Linked DNA regions of Sus scrofa: region 1 is linked to region 2. Evidence: chromatin contacts called from public Hi-C data. All regions are on one chromosome and are shown on one strand. The core of a region is the stretch at or near the end of the contact, and the rest is flanking DNA. Distances in the headings are between cores, read along the strand shown. Region 1 has its middle 120 kb from the start of PAWR. Region 2 has its middle 34 kb from the start of PAWR.

What was found. A called contact is a pair of places that touch in the nucleus more often than the background predicts.
Region 1: a contact with region 2 is called in a Hi-C map of mesenteric adipose tissue, with 3 times the contacts expected there. A contact is called at or near these places in 1 of 5 promoter capture datasets (liver), 28 of 47 Hi-C or Micro-C datasets (adipose tissue, alveolar macrophages, brain and 16 more) and 1 of 2 datasets of targeted methods (skeletal muscle).

Annotation. Positions count from the first base shown.
Region 1 is chr5:101,810,715-101,814,776 of Sscrofa11.1, reverse strand. No RefSeq gene overlaps it. Among named protein-coding and RNA genes, the nearest start is that of PAWR, 120 kb to the right of the region's middle.
Region 2 is chr5:101,656,659-101,660,713 of Sscrofa11.1, reverse strand. No RefSeq gene overlaps it. Among named protein-coding and RNA genes, the nearest start is that of PAWR, 34 kb to the left of the region's middle.

The sequences.
Region 1 (4,062 bases), core at 1,242-3,741, 150 kb before region 2:
GTTCCATATCATCTCTTGCTTCAGGACCTGAACTCCTACTCCACATCCACGGGTCAAATACGAAAGAGTAGAAATACTGTGGTGACTCTTCCCCTTCTAAATGAAAGCTCAACTTGTTCTAGTAAATGAACCAAATACTGACTTCCACAGGAGGGGAAATTCAATGGTCCAGAACAGTCCCAAAACTCCGAATGGTCAATCCTCATTCTCTCCTTTGTAAGAACCTCCTAGGCAATCACAAGAAACTCTCTTCAAGCGACAATCCCAGGTTCCCTGCGCCCCGCTCAGAAGGCCAGACGAGGGGGTTCGCGCGGTGATGGCCTGCCTTCCTCCTCCACGGGCAGCTTCCCATTTCCTTCAAATGCTCGCAGCCAGTTTCCCAAACCCTGAGCACCGAGGTTAAGTCTTGGGGGCCCCACACTTTCTAGGTTGGAAGCGACGGAAGGGAGGAAAGTCAGTTTTAAAAGACGATTAGCCGAAGAATTCAGTGCACCTTCTCAACATTTTTTTCACCTTAGGACTGCGTGAGAAACTCAAGACTGAGTCTGGATGGTTCGACGGGAAACTTTTTCTTTCGCCTCCCCAGGAGCTGAGATTTCCCAAAGATTGGGCTTTTCCGTTTACAGAGCCTGGAGAAGATTAAGAAGCCTGCACTATATTAAGGAACATGCCTTGTCTATGCAGCATCCACATTTTAAAAGCCTGTGGAGACTCTGGCTTGAGAAAGCTAGAAAAGTAAACACCAACCACGATGACTGAAGAAGTTAATCTTTCCATTGCTGAATCTTGTCCCCAAACTTTTAATAAAAATAATTTAGGTTGTGGCCCTTGGAACTATTCCTTACAGAGACTGCTTATCATTATACAGGAATAGTTTCCACTATTTTCTGTTTATTTGCTTTGCCTCTATTTCTATTCTTTCCCACATAGATTAAACCAAAATAAAATTAGCCAGGCCTAATTTGATTCCAACCCAAGCCACACACCCTGCGTATTCCATTCCAAATCAAGATTCATTTACTAGCGTCCTTGGGGCCCAACGGAATGACCTACTGGAATTCATCAGCGAGGTCACAGAATAATATTGCAGGGCAACAAAAGAATGTGAAAAACACAAACAAGCCTGGAAACAGACTGGCCCAAACACATGGCTTGCTTAAGATGTTTCTTGTGGAATTTCAACGTTAAAAAATTCAGCCTCCCAGCAGGAGCAGCAGCCAAGGGGGAAGCAGATGCATTTGCATGTACTCATGGGTTCATCCACGCCTCCAGCCAACACTTGCTGAGCACCTAGTAGACTCCCAGACCCGGTGCACTCATGGACCCTCGAGCAGCAGAAGAGACGTCGGGGGGCCTTTCTAGTGCCCAGTTCTGCACTAAAGCTTGTCTCCCCGCTGCCTGCAGCATCCCTTCTGTATGTTATGAAATCTATGAGCATAAGCTTCACATTTCACCTGCTTCTATCTTTCGGTCATTGAGAAGCTGAATCAGCCACCTCCCTTTTGAGTCTCGCAACCAACAGCGTATGGATTCTTTTAATCTCAAGGAGTTTAGACTTTTTTTAACTTTCTTCGGAAGTCAAGAGTCACTCTAAAGGATGAAGTCAATTCATGTGCCAACAATATAAGAGCCACTGATATAATAGCTATACATGGTTTTATACCAGTGATAAGCCACTCAGTAGGGTTACCTCATGCGACAAACTCCCACCATATTTTTGATGCTCAAAATCCTGTTCATATAATAGAAGGTGAGAGAGTACGACGCCCATTTTGTAAATTAGGCAGGGCAGGCTAAAGAAGGGGAAATGACACAGCCAAAGCCACTTATAGTGGTGAATCCAAATCAAGACCATCTGAAGCAGAAACGGGCACCGCAGTGTGAATCGACTGTACTTTATTTAAAATGCACTGCTTAGTCCTAAATCTTTGGTTTTAGCAGCATACCATCTGCCCGGTCGGAATTAAAAACAAAAATTAAACACGTTGTAACAGCAGCCTATGGGTCTGTCAGACTTCCACAAACAGAACAAAAACGTTCACTTACTTAGAACATGTCATGTCAGCGAACAGGAAATCAGAAAAGCTGTATCTGTCCCCACATTTCATCATTATTTAGCTAATTAACCCACTGGGTCAAGTTCTGTGACAATTTTACACACTATTAAAAGAGTATAAAAATTGTCCTTTAAATTTTATAGGAAGTACAAAATCATTAATTCTAAAGTATTTTATATCCTACCTAGTGCAGCTGTACGAATTCTGAAAAGGGAGAGAAAAAAGCCCATATCCATTTTCTTCTGAGCAATATCTTAGGAGAGAGGGTACTTTTTTTTTTTTTTTTTTTGGATGTCTCTTATTTCGTGTCTAGAATATTGCAGTCACAATCAGCGAATTCTTTAAATTCCTCTCACGGACACCCCTTTGCACCATGAATCCGAAATTATGTAGGCATTTTCCCTTCTACACAAACAGACTGACTGGCTTGCAGCAGGTACTGAGTAATCAGTGGCAGGATCAAAGGTCAAAATCTCTGATCTGTATTCTAACCATGGCAGGACAGGTCACACCTCTGCAAACAAGCTGGAAACTGTGACACTCTCTCCAACAGCAACCGAATTCTCTAAGCTGAGCCTCATTTTAGCCATCGGTTTCTTTCAGCTCCCTTGCTAAATCTTTTTTCCCAGATCTGCTTCTTTCTCTTTCTCGCTTCATGCCTAACAAGCAAGGAAACAGACAAAAAGAAAGCTGTAGGTGTGGAGCCACAAGCCTGAAAAACCCGACGAAATGAGAGTTAACTAAATGGATTTCTTTGCTACAGTTCAGAACGCGACTTTTCTTGAATAATAGAACGAGTCCAAGGATCTTCAGCAGGGTACAAAGTGAGTCTGTAATAGAATTTCACTTGCATGAAAATGTTTGCAGAGTCACCAAATGGACTTAAGAAAACGCGTAAGGTGGTTTTTCCAAAAGGAAAAAAGAAAAACCACCTGTCAGAACTCTGCCACCAGGACAAAACTGATGCAAAAAACCAGTCACAAAAATCCTTCAGAAAAGGTCGTCTGGTCACCCAAAGAAATTTATAAATTGTCTGGAGAAGATGGATCAGATGCCATCAACACTATTCTTACGCATTAGGAAGCATGGCGGGGGGGACGAAGCCTACGTGGAAATAACAATGCAAACAGTTCCATCTTTACCAGGAAAGACATACTGACCAGGCATTTTTTAAAAACCGTACTTAATTCCTTAAAAATGCTAGAACCTCAAGAAGTTTCACCAGTCCTTTGGGGCCAGCTCTCCTCCCTCTGTGCTTGCTCCCGGTGCATCCATCCTTTAACTACCTGTAAATTTACTGAAGTCAGAGACCGTCTGATTCATTTCAGTACAGCCTTCAGCATATACCTCTGTGCTCTTACAATCATAAACAGGAGAGTTTAAATGAGCAGTTTTCGGAGCTCTCGTTGCAAACATATCCGACCAGTATCCTTGAGGATTCAGGTTCGATGCCTGGCCCCGCTCAGTGGGTTAAGGATGCGGCGCTGCCCGGAGCTGTGCTGTAGGCCGCAGAGGCAGCTAGATTTGGCATTGCTGTGACTGAGGCAAAGGCCAGAAGCTGCAGCTCTGATTCGACCCCTAGCCTGGGAACTTTCATATGCCACAGCGGAGGCCCTAAACAAACAGACAAACAAAAAACAACAAAAGAGAGAGTGGTTTTCAAACTTTGGGTGCATGAGCATCACCAGAAGATTTTGCTAAAAGGCCCAACCTTCAGACCCCAGATTCCAGAAAATCGGATCTAGTACATCTGAACTGAACTCAGCGATTAATTCAGATATTCAATAAGCATTTATGAAGTATTTACGTGGTAGGTGTTTTAACTCCACTATACGAACAAGGATTCAGAGCCACAAGTAAAGTAACTTGCTAAAGATCACAAAACAAAATAAGTAAAGGGTCACGTTTAGGCTGAAGTAGCAGCCTCCCCCTACTCACTCATTCATTCTTCATTCACTTACTCCACTGGTCATTAAAAACCTGCGGGCTTTCGAAAGGAAAACTC
Region 2 (4,055 bases), core at 1,429-3,928:
CCATATGACCCAGCAATCCCACTCCTGGGCATATATCCAGACAAAACTTTCCTTAAAAAAGACACATGCACCCACCTGTTCATTGCAGCTCTATTCAAAATAGCCAAGACATGGAAACAACCTAAATGTCCATTGACAGAGGCGTGGATGAAGAAGGTGTGGTACATACACACAGTGGAGTATTACTGAGCCATCAAAAGGAAAGAAATAACAGCATTTGCAGCAACATGGATGGACCTAGAAATGATCATGCCAAGTGAAGCTAGTCAGACAGGGAGACACCAACATCAGATGCTCTCACTGACATGTGGAACCTGAAGAAAGGACACGATGCACTTCTTTGCAGAACAGACGCCGACTCACAGACTGAAAAACGTATGGTTTCCAAAGGAGACAGGTTGGGGTGGGGGGGATGTGCTGAAGGTTTAGGATAGAAACACTATATAATTGGGTTGTGATGATCATTGTACAACTATAAATGTAATAAAATTCATTGAGCACTTTAAAAAAATAAATTAAAAAAAAGAATCTCAAACTAAACTTAAGGTCTTATCTAAAAAGTTAATTCATCATGGACTTAAATGTGAAAAATGAAACTATAAAACTTTTAATTTTTTTTTTTTTTTGCCTTTTTAGGGCTGCATATGGAGGTTCCTAGGCTAGGGGGTCTCATTGGAACTGTAGCCCCTGGCCTAGGCCACAGCAACGCCAGATCCAAGCCGCTCCTGCGACCTATACCACAGCTCACAGCAATGCTGAATCTTTAACCCAGAGTGAGCTCAGGGATCACACCTGCGTCCACATGGATGCTCCGAGATTCTTTTCCACTGAGTCAAGATGGGAACTCTGAAACTATAAAACTTTTAGACAAAAACATAAGAGAAGGCCTTTGAGATCTAGAAAAAGATAAAGCATTATTTAGACTTGATGCCAAAACCATGACGAATGAATGGAAAACTTGATAAATTTTTTCATCAAAAACTTAAAATCTCCCGTGCAAAAAATCCTGTTAAGAGGATGAAAAGACAAAGACTACTGTTTAGAACACATAAAGAACTCTAAAAACTTAACAGTAGTTAAAAAAGAAATTCAGTTAGAAAATCATCAAAGCACAAAGAGACGTTTCATGGAACAGAACATACAGATAGCAAATATACACGTGAAAAAAATCTTTAGCAACACTAGCCCATACGGAAATGAAAATTAAGAACACAATGATACATCCCTACACACCTATCAGAATGGCTGAAACAAAAAGAAGCAGTGACTTCTGGTGTGGACGGGGAGGCGGGGAACCGGGTCATTCCTACACTGCTGGTAGGAATGTAAAATGACACACACCCTGGGAAAGAGTTTAGCAGTTTCTTTAAAAAATAATCATGCAGCTACATAATGACTCAGTAATTGTGCTCCTGGGCATTTATCCCAGAGAAATAAAAAGTTATGTTCACACAAATAGCTGCACACAAATGCTTATGGCAGTTTTATCCAAAAGAGCCCCCAACTGAAAACATCCCAGCTCTCCTTCGGTGGGTAAATGGCTAAATCTGAGGTATATCCATATCATGAAATGCCCTTCAGCAGTAAAAAGGAATGAACTCTTTTTGTTTTTTGGCCACATCCATGACATATGGAAGTTCTTGGGCCAGGGACCCAATCTAAGCCGCAGCTGTGACCTATGCCACAAATGTGGCAGCACCAGATCCTTAACCCACTGCGCCACAGCGGGGACTCCAAAAAAAGAAAGAACTCTTGGAATATGACCTATCTGGATAAATCTCCAGAGGAGCATAGTGAGAGGAAACATAAATCATAAAAGGTTATATACTATTGCATGCCATTTATGTATCATTTTTAAAATGACAAAATTCGAACAAATTTGTAGTTTCGAGGGGCTGAGAAAGGGGTAGGGGTAGGAGGGAAGTGTATGCAGCTATAAAATCACAACGTAGGGGCTCCTGTGATGTTGTCATCGTTCTCTGCATCCTGACTGTGCTGAGATCCTGATACTGGCTGTGAAATGATGCTGTAATTTTCCAAAACACTACCGTTGAGGGAAACGGGGTAAACGGTGCACAGGGTTCCTACGTTTGTTTGTTTGTTTGTTTTACTACTCCATGTGAAACTGTAATTTTCTACAAGAAAAAGTTTATTTGAAAAAAGAAGACCAGAGGTCCTGGTTTCTGGTCCTCTGTCTAGGTGATTTTTTTTAAAGACATTAAATGGTTCAGCTTCAGATTACTCATCTGCAAAATGGAGGAAGTGATACCAGCACCATATCCTGGAAGCGGGCAGATAAAGAGAAAAAATGTTTAGGAATTTGCACATAGCTACATACTTGGAATCAGACTTCTGGAACAGAAAGGACCTTAGTAATTTCCTCTTTCAAAGTCTCCAAATGATTTTTTTGGACTGTAGGGACCGCAGGTTGGACACGGTGGACAGTAATGGGAAGCAAAGCAGAAAGTGCTTCCCGTACAGCCTTTAAAACTTTCTAACATCCCCCGCCCCACTCAGCCGTGCTTTCATTTGTTTTCCATAGTAGAATTCTGAGGCATTTGTAGGAGAAAAGTCTTTCTTACTTAAGGCATTTTGGAACCGTTCTACTAGTCCCAAACTGTCACTTTCCTGACCAGGAGACTGGTAACCAGAGAGGTTTAGTTACTTGCTTAGATAGTTGGGGGTGGAGCTGAGAACAAAACTAGGGCTATTTAACCCTCAATCCAGTTTTGTTTTGTTTTTTTCCCACCAATCATAGTATAAATAACTTAAGTATGTAGTCAATTTGCTAAGGCAAGAACACTTATTGTTGTCTCGAGCCATGACTTTATCCAGTTGTCCTTAAACAGATGGGATGAATTTGTAGACATGCTGGGAAGGGCAGAACTGGGTATTGTTCACAGGTGGGTGGGACAGAAGGGGTGACTGAAAACAGACGGCGGGTCGTGTACATATTTGGAAAAAGCTTGTTGGCGCCACCTAGTGGTTCAAGTGATGGATGTCAACAGTAGATTTCAGATCCTCACTTTGGTCAATGCTGTTTCCATTAATATATTGAAAGTCGTTGCCGACGACCTCGGTTACTTTAAATCTCTGATGTTTTAGATGAAAACGCTTTTATAAATACAAAAAGAAGAGGCTCATTTTTGGTTTAGCTATGAAGTTTACCTCTGCTAGTAATAAACTTTCTTTTTGATAGAGCAAATTCCTTAGAGGATTTACGTTCAAGCCCAGATTACCTGTTAATTGCAATTAATCAGAACGGCGAATCCGTGCTTAGTACAGATCCTTGGAGTCCTGTAAAACTATCAGGTTACAGGAGGGGCTTAAAAGTACTAACATATTCTTTTTTTTTAAAATAGTATCCGCAGTTCATACCTTTTACTAAATCAAGTATTACTCTGTGTAAAAAAAGTCTTGAGACCACGTATGTTAACAGCGAATGTCATAGGAGCTGCGGTTAGAATGAAGGGCACAGTGTAACCATGAGAAGGGTTTTTACCTCTTTGACGTTTTCTAATGATCACACATTTCTCTCCATGAAAACTTACACTCTAACAGGTATGATCCTTTTTCTTTTTTTCTTTTTTCTTTTTTTTTTTTGTCTTTTTGCTATTTCCTGGGCCGCTCCCACGGCATATGGAGGTTCCCAGGCTAGGGGTCGAATCGGAGCTGTAGCCACCAGCCTACGCCAGAGCCACAGCAAGGCGGGATCCGAGCCGCGTCTGCAACCTACACCACAGCTCACGGCAACGCCGGATCCTCAACCCACTGAGCAAGGCCAGGGACTGAAGCCACAACCCCATGGTTCCTAGTTGGATTCGTTAACCACTGTGCCACGACGGGAACTCCTGATCCTTTTTCTAACATCAAAGCAATTATCTGCGCAGACCAAACCCATCTCAACAACTAGTGAACACTTAAAACGCTTAATTACGTCCATATTCTCACCACATAACGATTGTCTTTCTTTTATGAGGGGTCATGAGAGGAGTGAATCATAAAATAATCTGCTTGCTAAAGGTGTTGTTAGCTTTAGAAATTGCTGGTCTTCT